Regions from separate parts of the Muntiacus reevesi genome. Here region 2 is linked to region 1. The links are chromatin contacts, called in public Hi-C maps. All regions are on one chromosome and are shown on one strand. Each heading gives the region's core, a stretch centred on a gene start, on an enhancer-like site or on the middle of the called end of the contact. The rest is flanking DNA. Distances are from core to core; before and after follow the strand shown.

Region 1 (6,801 bases), core at 3,838-6,337:
AACTGCTAACGTTGTCTTAAGGTGAAATGGCTGTAAAATCAGTATTTAACTAATAAATTTATCTGTATTCCTCTTTCCCTTCTCCTCCTCCCTCTGCGGTATTTTCTGAGGTTCTCTGCTGCCCGTTGCAAGGCAATCCTGAGCCTCCGAGGCCCCTTTGCTCAATCACTTTTCCGTCCGTTCCTTTTGGCAGTTGGCCGAGGCTTCGTCTGTAGGTGCTGGGGGTTAGTGACAAGGACACGCATCCAAGCCCTGCTGCTGACTAGTCTGTGACCTCGACAGGTAACCTCTAGGTTTGGCTTCCTAGGGCGGGTTGAGCCAGCCCTTAACTGAAGTTCCTGTGGCCTCTTAGAAGTTGCCACCCCCACGAAGGGGGACATTTTTAGAGCTGCTGGCAAACACTGGTAGCTCAATGTATAGGAGAGCTGCGAGGTAGTAGCCTCTCCAGTCCATCTTATTTTCGACGTGTGCTGGAGGGTCACACTGAGTTGTTTGCCATCTCCTCCATTATGGTTTGATCCAAACAAGCCCCCGAAGGGCTCCACACCAGTGGGAGAGGAGGGGGAAAACCTCTCCTTTGTCCCTTTTGTCTTCACTTTTGTAGGCTTACAGACTTGCTTACTTGCTTCATCTTAAAAGTGGAGGCGGGTTGAGGGGGTGACTCAAGTTTGTGGAACAGAACCCAGACAGGGACATCCGCTCCCGCTCAGAACTGTTGGTAGCAGCTTCCTGCCTCTCAGATGGTTTATACCCAGTGGGTAACTGAAGGTCTTTGACCTTTCACAGCACCCTCGTTATTTTTTGAGCAAGTGAGGATAAAAAACTATAACAAGCATTTGACATAAAATTGGAAAAGCCTTTAAACTGGTTATGAAATAGCCAAACCTATTCAATGCATCTACCATCCAGAAAGATGAGTAGTTGATAACTCTGGCAAAGAGTAGCAGAAAAGATTCAGAAGCAAAAATAAAAGCTACTATGATTTATATTAGCCTTGGGGAGGATGTGTTTTCTGATGATGAAGTCGTAGCTGAAAACATTTTTGCCACTTCCCTTTAGGAATGGCTTTCAGAGGATGGATATATATATACCTACACACAGAGTACCAGAAGATTGACCTCATTCCTTATATGGTCATAACTTGTGCTTCACCCCAGATGGTAAAATCCAGCTTTATTCAGCCTCCTAGCTCACCAGACTGGGTTGATTTTTCAAATCAAATGTATCCTCAGAACAGGTCAATAATAATGTTAGTCGCTCAGTCGTGTTCGACTCTTTGTGACCCCAATGTCTGTAGCCTGCCAGGCTCCTCTGTCCATAGAGTTCTCCAGGCAAGAATACCAGAGTGGGTTGCCATTCCCTTCTCCAGGGGATCTTACCAACCTGGGTCTCCTGCATTGCAGGCAGATTCTTTTACCATCTAAACCACCAGGGATGCCCCAGGAGGTCAAGAGGTCAAGTTGCTACCAATCAGGATATTTGAAAGGATGCAATTCCCAGATGGTTGGTAAGTGGCTAGAGGAAGGATGGGGAGGTGGGGGTGGGAAGTGAACTCACAACAATGGCGTCCTTAGAATAAGTGCCTGCCCTAATATGGTGAGTGCAGTCTCCAGGGGGTGTTTGTTCAGGCTGAGACATCCCTCATGGTCCCTTTCAGGCTCACCACTCACTATGACAAGAATTTTGAAGCGCAGATCAAATCATTTTAACATTCAGGGGCATCAGTCCTTAATATCTGACTTTTCGATACCTTTAGAGGGTAAGTAGTAGCAGATTTAGCCATGATTATGTGCTTCACCCCAGATGTTTGGCTTGGGGTGACAGTAGTGAACATAAATTTATATTAACTGAACATGCACCAACTAGACCAGGGCTGGGGGTTATTTGATGTCCCCCTCTTCCAGGCCCCCCAGAACTTACTGATGTGCACAGTAGTGCACGAGAAATGTGGTCATTTGGCAAGCTGCTGTCGGAGTGGAGGTGACTGGTTTTCAGTTTTAAATCATTTTCTGACACTGGAGACAACTCTTCAGATTACATCCTTGCCTTGCTTGAAGCTGGAACACAAACAGGCCTCCATCCTTAACAACACAGATAGGTATCTTGCCAGAACCAAGGACAAGGCTCAGAGCTTCCATGTGTAGCCTGGGAAGTGGAATCCGTGCCCCTGGGGACTCTGGGCCCTGGACACTGTTCCTTTCTGTTCAGTGACTGCACCCCTGTTCTGTGGCCTCCTGGGGGCACAGCTGCTCTGTGCCAGCCTGGTTCCTGTGCGATTATCATCTCCCCTCCAATAGCTGCGGCAGTCCAATTTGCAAAAAGACATCAGTGACAAGGAGAGCTAAATAATCCAAGCAAAGATGGCACTACAGCAGACCTAGGTTCTCAAAGTCCAGTTTTCTTTGGGTCTGGGCATGGCTGGATCACTGGCTGAAGCCTGGGAAATTGTGGGTTTAGTTGTACAGAGAGAGGGGCAACCGCACACAGCTGTGCTCTGGGGTTCACAGGAACAGTGGGAACAGGAAAATCCTGTAAGGTGCCTGCTGGTGCTCTTAGGCCCTGACTTAGGCCTCCTGTGGTGTCAGGAGGTCTTCAGAAGGACCCAAAGAGGGAGCATCTCCAGTGAAGCTGATAAATGAGAACCATCATCGCCCCCCCAGCACACTCACAGTGTATCCCCGCCCCGCTGTGCGGTGACTGCCCTCTGTCCTGCAGCTGTGGTGGCCCTGCTTCACCTGAGAAATAAACATGACCACAGAGGTTATTAACCAGATGCACCTGAAGTTCAAATCACTGGGTGGTTTCAGTTTCCAAATCACTGGATCTCTGACAGCAAGGAGTTCATCCAGATGAAGTTCAATACTAGTAAATGATACCAGTGAACAATACACACAGACCCCTCTTACAACAAAGATATTGTAGTCTCTTGTGCTGCTTCTCTTTTAAGATAGATTTAGTACACCCCCCCCAAAAAAAGATTTAGTCCAATGAAATGGGTTGTAATTAGAGATGTGAAACATTTAGATTTTTTGTCCCTCTGTCCTTTTGCTTTACAACTCATGAAAATTTTTTTTAAAAATGAAAATTTCATTACTTCTAGGGTTCTTGATTATCTAAGACTTTGGGGCTGGGATGTGGGACAAAAATGGTAAGATTGAAATAACAGAATCCTAAATAGGATTGCTGTTCTCTGCCGAACAAAGCAATGAGTGATGCCAGCTAACGTGCTTTAGAAGGTAAAGTTGTCTCTTCGTTATTCACACAATCCCCAGACTTCGCTGTTGGGATGTGGCCTGGAAACACTTTCAGGAAGTCTTCTGGTCCAGCCCCCCACAATGACATCGTTGCAGAATTCCTTAATGTGGCTTCCAGCCTGACCACAGCTAGCTTCCCCATTCCACCGTACCCCTACAATAGTGCCCATGTTTTGAAATTATTTTGCCTGCACAGTTATTGGGCTTCTCCTCACTTTAGCTCAAAAACATAACCACATATAAATTACACTTCAATTTTTAAAGAACAAAAAGCATAACTGCTCATCTCTGCTGACAAGTACTACCAGATCACACAAGGATAAGTGTGAGGAATTCCTGGTAGCCCCTTCCTTACAGGAGGATTTGAGTCTGGGGTCTGTGGGAGTACAGGGGAGTTACAAGAGACAAGCTACTAAAGATTAGGGTAGTATAGCTAAGGTTTCCTCCCAGTAGCTGGTTAGGGAGAGTCAAATGGAAGGGAAACAACCCATCTAGAAACAGGATACCTGGATTGGGAGACCATGCCTGATGCACTTACAGATCATGAGGGGATCTCAGGGATCATTTGGTGCAAACCCTTTTGTCCCACCATCATAAAAGACTCACCCATAAAAAACTCATCATAAAAAAAAAACTCACCCAAGGTCACAGAGCCGGCATGAAGAGGGGTGCTTCCTCAGCACCTACTCACTACTCCCAGGGATCGAACTCGCGTCTTCCACATTGTAGGCAGATGCTTTACCATCTGAACCACCAACGAAGTCTGCACTAGGCATAAAGGTTGTCAGATACGACCACTGCAGTTAACACACTCACCATGGAGGGGGCGCCAGCGTTCTCTCTCCTCTGTGCAACAGCCTGATTTTCAAACATTCCATCTGAGGCCAGCCGAGAAATTCGACTTTAAAAAGTTCCTGCCACTTATTGAGCACTCCTGCACGTCAGACACTTTAGCAGCTGTACATACTTATTCAAGTTTTCCGAAATCCTCAAAGCACTCTACACACGAAGAAGATAGACATGAACTCTCTTAGGTTTTTTTTTTTTTTTTTCCTAATATGAACCATTTAAAAACTCTTAATTGAATGTGTTACAATATATTGTTTCTGTTTTGTTACGGCTTTCTGGCCGCGAGGCATGTGGGATCTTAGCTCCCTGAGCAGGGATTGAACCTGCACCCCATAAGTTGGGAGATGAAGTCCTAACCACTGGACAGCCAGCCTTGGAATTCCTCAGCCCAAGGATTTTAAATAGCTTGCTTAGTACAGAACTAGTACAGGCAGAACCAGGATTCAAATCTGACTCCAGAATCTGAACATTTATTATAGCCCACCCCCGCCACTCCCAAAGAGTGGAAACCTAGGAGCTGGAAACCCCGCACAACCTGGGTCTAGGTCCCACTCCAAGATGAAGTCTTTCAACTTCTCTTCAGAAGCTGGGGAGAATCCTTGGTTCCAAATTCTCCAGTTGAGACACGATGAGAGAAGGTCCACTGGGGAATATGGCTCACTATCGACAGTCACAAGTCCAAAGAAGGGGACAACTGGAAGATACCCCCGCCCGGAGCCTCACTCTCCGCCCTCCAAGTTCCCCAGGTGCCCCTGGAGACACATGAAACCTCCTCGACGTGGTTCAGGACCCCCAGCTCTTTCATTGCACCTGTTTGGACCGAGGAGCCCGGAACCCCTACAGCCCGGGGCACGAGCCCCGCCTCCTACGCTCACCAGGGGGCGGAGCCCCGAGCGACCCCACCCCCCGAGGGCGGAGCCTCGCCCTACGCGTCCTAGTTCCCCGCCCCGCCTCCTACGCTCACCAGGGGGCGGAGCCCCGAACGACCCCCACCCCCGAGGTTGGAGCCTCGCCCTTCGCGTCCGCGTCGCCCACCTCGCATCTGCCTCTCCCCGAGGTTGCGTGCGGGCCTTTGGGGTCCCGGGTTCTACGGGCCCAGAGCCGGTGAGTCCAGCCGCGAGCCCCACCAGCGGCGTCGCACGCCCTGAGCGGGTGAGGGCTGGAAGTCGCGTCCTCGGCGGTAGCGCCCCCCCACGCCCAGTTGGAAATGCAGGGCTTTCCCAGCTTTACCCTCTTCACCTGTGAGCCGCGTGAACACTTCGTTACCGAACATTTTAGAAGCATCCCTCATGAAAACCCGTACCCGGGTCCAATTTTTCTTTCTTTTCGGCTGTTTGCCACTTTTTAACCCACCGCCTACCGCCCCGCCCAACCCCCCAGGCTCCTGCAGTGACCGTCTGCCCCCTCTCTGCACCCTCCGCCTCTCCCGCACATCACGCGGAGGAGGCGTTGGGGAAAGCAGCCATTTTAGACTTCTGGGGAGTGGGGGAGGGGTGGGGAATGGGGGGGGTCGGTCTGCAGAGGAAAGGGGACGCCGGCGACGCCCCCTCCTCTCCTCCTTTGTGGTCCGCTAGCCAGCCCCTTAACCGGCGTCGCGCGGTTCGCCGTTCGGGGGAGGGGCTCGAGGTTGGGCGGGGTGTCCCCTTGGAACCGGCGTCCCTTTGGCTTCTAAGGCTGTAACTGAGGCAGCTCGCGGCCCAGCTTTCCATCTCCATAAGTAAACCTAAAAAACACATGCCCTTGTGTCGAAAGATCTTAAGGATCAGGTGCATTTCAGACGGAAGCTTTTCCAGAAGCTTCCTCTGTGGGAGAGGACCAGGGCGCAGAGCTGGCAGAAGTTCAGGTCGACCTAACTGCGGCGGCCGGTCTCCCTGCAGTCGCGCAGTTTTGTCAGGATACTCTGTCGAGTGTCTTGAAGGTCTGATTAGGGGCAACCACACTACATTTTAGTGAGTCTAAAGCACCATCAAAGTAAAAATACATATTAATTATTGTTATGGAATGTGGTGCTAATTAAACAGTGAGAAAACATGGATTGTAAGAGACACCTCCATTTCTGAGATTTTTAAATTCTTTTCAGGATTACTGAAATGCAGTAGCTACCAGGAAGTAGCTACCATGCCAGGAAGCTGCTTAGTTCCTTGGGTTTTCGTCATCATTTGCAGGCTTCTGCAGTTGAGGAAATCGGTGGATGAGAAGTATAAGCGTGGGGGTGAATGCCTTCAGTGTCTTAGAAGCTGGGGTGCTGAGAACTTAAGACTCAAACATGTGAATTACCCCCACACAGGACCCCAGTGGACTGCGATGATTTGGGGCAGGAAGAGATGGGGGTCCCAGGTGACCTACATCAGGGTTAAAATGAAACCCTAGCAGTTTCTCAGTTATCAGGAGTAATTTTCTCTAGTTAAGCTGGATGTGGCCTCTCCCTGATCTGACCTGCATGACCCTGTGACTTGTCATGGTCCTGAGTTCTGCGTGGTTGTTGCTTACAGAATGCTCCTGCTAACAGGATGGTCCTGGCAGGCTAAATCGGCATCTGTGTCCCTTCCAGCTTTCTCTCTCCCAATCATCTCTCCACTGAAAGAGGGGAGATAAGTACCAGCAGTGGGCTGGGATGATTTGTGAAGGCAGACAGAGGACGACAGAGAAAGCATGGAGATGAGTTAGGGCTGCAGTCCAGGAAAAAAGTTAACAGGGC
Region 2 (6,345 bases), core at 2,137-4,636, 410 kb before region 1:
TTTGCCAATCCGAAGGGGCTAGGCACTACAGTCAAAGAGGGAGTCATTTCCTGGTACATCCCTTTTAGGTCCTTGGTGACAGATCACTGCAGTCTTGTCTCCCAGCCTTATCAGGCTCGAGAGATATGAAAATAGCTCAGGGTCCCAAGGTTGCAGTGGAATATAGTAGACACCTCTTTCTCTTTTAGATTTGACCCTTAGAGGACCAACAGTTAAGATCTAAAATTGTCTCCACGCTTGGAGTTCAACCCAGAGAAGATGTAACTTTCTAATAGTTTCTAGTATTTCATAATAGCAACACAATATGATTTTGAAAGTATTTTTTATTCACCAGCAAGAAGATTTTATACCTTTATGGAATGTTAAGCATTTTTTAATGTAATTTCAGAATGGTCTTTTCATAGGCTTCCCCCTCAGGAAAACTAAAAGAAAAAGGTCATGCCTTCTGTGAAGAGTTTTTCCCTACCTAAAAGACCCCATTAAACTGGACAGGTGTCTAGGCTACACCCCTCTCAAGTGATACCTTCTCCATAAAACCTTTCCCAATTCTTCACTCTTGCGGATGATTTTCCCTTCTTCAAGTGGTAGTTTTTATGATGAACCACATGATGGAAGGACAACAAAAATCGCCAAATTTTAAAAAAGACGATAAGTCATTTCCCCTCATGCTCTTTTGTCTGTTGGTTCCTACTTTTCCATTGGAGACAAGCAACAAAAACTGGACTCTCAGCTTTAACTATCATAAGGGCTTTGTCTTAAGCAGAGTTTTAGGTCATGAACATTTTAAGGAGGGCAAGGTCAAGTGTTGAGTGATCTGATAAGAATTCAGGCAATTTATTTTGTCTTTTCTCTGAGATTTAAGCCAACTCACTGTTCTTAGGTACTATATGGTGAAGATTTCAAAGCTTAATGAAGTGCCAGTAGACTGAAAGGGACTTAAACCCTTGCATATATTCCCTCTAATTTCCTATTTAGCATGAAAATGTTAGTTTAAAAAGAGAAAAAATAAATAAAGATAAAATAAAAAGAGAGACACCAAGCGTGGAGAAATTACTGGAGCAAATTTCTGGCATAGTTTAGGTGTCTGAAAGTAGTTCAGTTAGATTGTATTTAATGAGGATCAAAATAGTAGTGACCAAAGACCAATGCCTTGAATTTCGTAGACCTAGACTGAAGTCACTTCTGCTATAGATTAACTGTGTTTACCCATTTACTTGAGTTTTACAAGATTTGAGTTTACAAAATTTACTTGAGTTTATGCATGGAACAGGACTAATTAATGACTCAGATAATCATGATGATGTAATCACTCACTTAGAGCCAGACATCCTGAAATGTGAAGTCAAGTGGGCCTTTGAAAGCATCACTATGAATAAAGCTAGTGGTGGTGATAGAATTCCAGTTGAGCTATTTCAAATTCTAAAAGATGATGCTGTGAAAGTGCTGCACTCAATATGCCAGCAAATTTGGAAAACTCAGCAGTGGCCACAGGACTGGAAAAGGTTAGTTTTCATTCCAATCCCCAAAAAAGGCAATGCCAAAGAATGCTCAAACTACCGCACAATTGCACTCATCTCACACACTAGTAAAGTAATGCTCAAAATTCTCCAAGCCAGGCTTCAACAGTATGTGAACTCTGAACTTCCAGATGTTCAAACTGGTTTTAGAAAAGGCAGAGGATCCAGAGATCAAACTGCCAGCATCCACCAGATCATCAAAAAGGCAAAAGAGTTGAAGAAAAACATCTATTTCTGCTTTATTGACTATGCCAAAGGCTTTGACTGTGTGGATCATAATAAACTATGGAAAGTTCTTCAAGAGATGGGGATACCAGACCACCTGACCTGCCTCATGAGAAATCTGTATGCAGGTCAGGAAGCAACAGTTAGAACTGGACATGGAACAACAGACTGGTTCCAAATTGGGAAAGGAGTACGCCAAGGCTGTATATTGTCACCCTGCTTACTTAACTTCTATGCAGAGTACACCTTGAGAAACATTGGGCTGGATGAAGCATAAACTGGAATCAAGATTGCTGGGAGAAATATCAATAACCTCAGATATGCAGGTGACACCACCCTTATGGCAGAGAGTGAAGAAGAACTAAAGAGCCTCTTGATGAAAGTGGAAGAGGAGAGTGAAAAAGTTGGGTTAAAGCTCAACATTCAGAAAACTAAGAGCATGGCATCCAGCCCCATCACTTCATGGCAAATAGATGGAGAAACAGTGGAAACAGTGACAGACTTTATTTTGGGAAGCTCAAAAATCACTGCAGATGGTAACTGCAGCCATGAAATTAAAACACACTTGCTTCTTGGAAGGAAGGAAAGTTATGACCAACCTAGAGAGCATATTGAAAAGCAGAGACATTACTTTGTCAACAAAGGCCATGGTTTTTCTAGTAGTCATGTATGGATGTGAGAGTTGGACTATAAGAAAGCTGAGCGCCGAAGAATTGATGCTTTTGAACTGTGGTGTTGGAGAAGACTCTTTGAGAGTCCCTTGAACTGCAAGGAGATCCAACCAAAGGAGATCCAAGTAAAGATCAGTCCTGAGTGTTCATTGGAAGGACTGATGCTGAAGCTGAAACTCCAATACTTTGGCCAACTGATGCCAAGAGCTGACTCATCTGAAAAGACCCTGATGCTGGGAAAGATTGAAGGCGGGAGGAGAAGGGGACGACAGAGGATGAGATGGCTGGATGGCATCACCGACTCAATGGACATGAGTTTGAGTAAACTCCGGGAGTTGGTGATGGAGAGGGAGGCCTGGCCTGCTGCAGTCCATGGGGTCGCAAAGAGTCGGACACGACTGAGTGACTGAAGTGAATTGAACTGAGGATTAATTACTCCCTTTTCTGAGCATGTGTATATTTCTATCTATGTTTTCTCATAGGCGTTTGTATGCTTTTCCCCTTTCTTGGTCAAGGTCCCAGCGCGTTTGCGCTGGCCCTGTGTGACTGTGCGTGTCCAGCCGGCTCCTCCCTTACATCTGGTCCCTTCTTTGTGCTCACAGTCACCTCCTCAATCCCAAATGTTACCTCTTCACGGCGAAAGGATGAAAATCGCCAAAATTTACTGCAACCCCACTCGCTGAATAGGGATTACTGCTCAAGTGGAGGCAGGCAGGTCAGGGACCTGCTCTCGTCGTTCCTTTTTCTCCTGTATTTTCTCATACGGAATATTTGTAGGAGTAGCGGGCGCAGCAGGGGGCATGAAGGCAGAGCTTTTTCTGGTAGGAACACAAATCTTCGACTCCTGCTGTGCTTCCGGAGACATTCTCTTCGCACCCAGGCGGGGACTGATTTCTGGGTCGGACTGTCCCGTCTTTCCTGTTTTCAGTCCATCGCTTCCGCCCGGAGTTGCTTTAAGTTCCCGCTGTGAGTAGCTACTTCCGCCAGGAGTCCTTAGCGTCTTGGACTTGGAAAGTGGCCCTGGGGCGGCCTCCTCCTTCTCTCAGCCTGGCTACCCAAAGCCAGATCTCAAGGTGGAGGCGGCAGCGTCTGGGCCTGTCACAGAGCGTTCTTTTTGCCCAAGTCCTGGGCCTGAGGTTACATAGAGGTGCGGGAGAGGTGCCCAGCCTGGCCCAGCCCGGGCCTTCCCCGGGCCAGTGACAGTGGCCAGAGGCCTCGCCGCGCCCACCGCAGCCTGGGGCGGGGCGCGGCCTCGCAGCCCGGTCCCGCCCCTGCTGCCTGCTGGGCGCGGGGCCAGCGCAGCCCGGGAGCGGTGGGACCGTTTTGCACCTCCGGGACTCTGCAGTCCCCTGGCTCCGGCCGCTGGAGAACATGGAGTTTGCCGAGCTGATCAAGACCCCTCGGGTGGATAATGTCGTGCTGCACCGACCTTTCTATCCGGCCGTCGAGGGGACCCTGTGTCTGACTGGCCACCACCTGATCCTCTCCTCCCGGCAGGACAACACAGAGGAGCTGTGGCTTCTCCATTCAAACATCGACGCCATCGACAAGCGGTGAGTGCTGGTCCCATCCATCCCCTGCTGTGCGCGCAACTCGGATGCTCGTTTGCGGAAACCCGTCCTAGCGTTTTCCTTGTGTCCCCTCGCCCAGCCAGTCAGCGGAACGACCCTCGCTGTGGCCTAGACTGAGGATTTGCGTTTTAGAAAGCTGAAACCATCCAGTTGAGATACCGGGTTTCCATTCAGTCTGGGTTACCGTGTGGTTGTTACTGATTATCATTTTTGGTACATAACACTGTTTGGATGGATTTCTAACGTTTTCATTTTAAATTTCTTTTTCTTGCACCGTCATATTCCTTGAATGTTAATTTTCCATCTTAGTTCATAAAATTGTGAGTGAATGTGATTACAAAGTCTTGCAACTTAGTGTCTAAATTCCACAAACCCTTCTCCCCTCCTCTCCGAAATGTTCAGTTTATCATATTTAACTTGTTTCTTACCTTCTGGATCATCAATTTAAGACTTCCCATTTTGGAAGATTAGTGTGTGTTTTATTTTCTTTACTCTCCTGTGCTTTTGCAAAGAACAGAATAGGCTCATAAACAAAGGTATTAACTAATTGACTTTTTTTTTTCTTTTTTTTTTGCACCCCAGGCTTTCTTTCCAGGGTAGTGTCTCAAGAGGCTAAAAGTTATAGTTCATCTGTAGTCAAAATTACCATTTCCCCAATGGTTTTGTGTACTTTAGCCAGAAGGTAAGTTGGTCATCCAGCTTACACTAAAGTGTAAATAAATGACAATAGTTTTTTTGGTTACCTCTCAGGAGAATTTGGAGGTGAAGAAGATTCCCAAAGTGGTTATGCCTTAAAAGAAAATTATTTCTACTAGGAAAGTTAAACAGTATGAGTGAAGTGATGATAGATTTATTTTCAAGCAGCAGACTCCTGTTTGACTCCTGAGATCAGCCTCTACTATGTAAAAGTTTTCCGTGTTCCCTTTTTGCCTTGGTGGTGGTGGTGGTTTAGTCACTCAATCAAGTCCGACTCTTTAAACCCCATGGACTGTAGCCCACTAGGCTCCTCTGTCCATGAGATTTTTCAGGCAAGAATACTGGAGTGGATTGCCATTTCCTTCTCCTGGGATCTTCAAGACCCGGGGATGGAGCCTTCATCTCCTGCATTGTAGACAGATTCTTTATAGCTGAGCCACCAGGGAAGACCCCTTAGTCTGTCGTGTGTGGCAATCCTTGTTCTGACCCAAATCTACTTTTCCCTGTTCAGTTCTTGCCATTCTCTTTCCTGAACCGTTTTTCCCAGTCAGTCCTCACTTTTCATGGCAGTTCATCCATGTCCTGCATTCTCTTACGTCTGTATTTTACTGACGCTCTTCCTTCTGCCAGGAATGCTTGCTCCTCCCAAATTTGTCAAACATTCATTGAATGCCTTATGTTTCCAACATTTTGTGAAACATTAAAGACAGTACGATGAATAAAATATAGCTCTTGCCTTGCAGGAGGTTTATAGGCTATCATCCAGCCATTACTCATCTTATCAATAGTCAGTTTAACCATTTCAATCTGCCACCCCTTTCACACAACTAGAAGTAATTCCCCTCCCCTTGAAATCCTATAGCTCTTTATATGTCTTTCATAAATATTTGTTAAAATTTGTGTTTTGATAGTTACGTATGTGTTAGCTCCTTGAAGCCAGGGCAGGAATTTGGTTAATTCTTATCTCATTCAAAGCTCCTATCTGTGACTTGGGCAGATAGGCCCTTAGGAAATAAAAGACTTAACCACTGAGTGGAAAGTGGTGACACAGAATACAAATTAGCATTTCTCCATGCCATCAGCTCTTTTCTTTCTTTTTTATCTCTTTCTGTGGTTTGTTTTCTGTTTGTCATTTCGTGTTTACCTAATATTTAGCACATGCTGGGCCTGGTTGGGCTTAAATGCATGTTTAAGATAGGACCTTTTAATCTGTTAGTAGAAAATTGACAGATTGTACACGCTTTTACCTGGGAAGCAGCATGATGTAATGGAACCAGCCTGAGCTAGGTGGTGAAATCTGAGTTTGTTAAGTTGTTGCTTTCAGAAAAGAGTTACTTCCTTGTGTCTTCTGTATGGTGAGCACTGCCTGGGCTGTGGACATGCAGTGGGGCTGAGACAGATGAGGCGCTTGTATACTGGGGAGGAGATGGACATTCAAATAAATCAACAAATAAATACATAACAGTATCAGCTAATAAGTGCCAGGAAGGACAAAAAGGGAGATGTGAGGGTGGAGAATGCCTGGAGGCAGTGTGTTTAGAAGGAATGTTTGAGAGGACAAGTGACTTTTGAATTAATGAAGGGAGGAAGCCTGCCCTGAATATCGGAGGAAGGAGCACTGCAGCCAAGCTCCAGCGGAAGGGAATGCGAATGCAGAGACTTGAG

Evidence for each region. A called contact is a pair of places that touch in the nucleus more often than the background predicts.
Region 2: a Hi-C map of muscle shows a contact between it and region 1, with 6 times the contacts expected there. The contact joins the promoter of MTMR9 here to the promoter of NEIL2 in region 1. A contact is called at or near these places in 2 of 3 Hi-C or Micro-C datasets (blood and muscle).

Annotation. Positions count from the first base shown.
Region 1 is chr17:7,124,972-7,131,772 of mMunRee1.1, reverse strand. NEIL2 (nei like DNA glycosylase 2) reads left to right here and starts at 5,087. Exons shown (of 5, transcript XM_065907975.1): 1 at 5,087-5,207.
Region 2 is chr17:7,535,281-7,541,625 of mMunRee1.1, reverse strand. It overlaps MTMR9 (myotubularin related protein 9), which reads left to right and starts at 3,386. Exons shown (of 10, transcript XM_065907812.1): 1 at 3,386-3,966. The coding sequence starts at 3,785.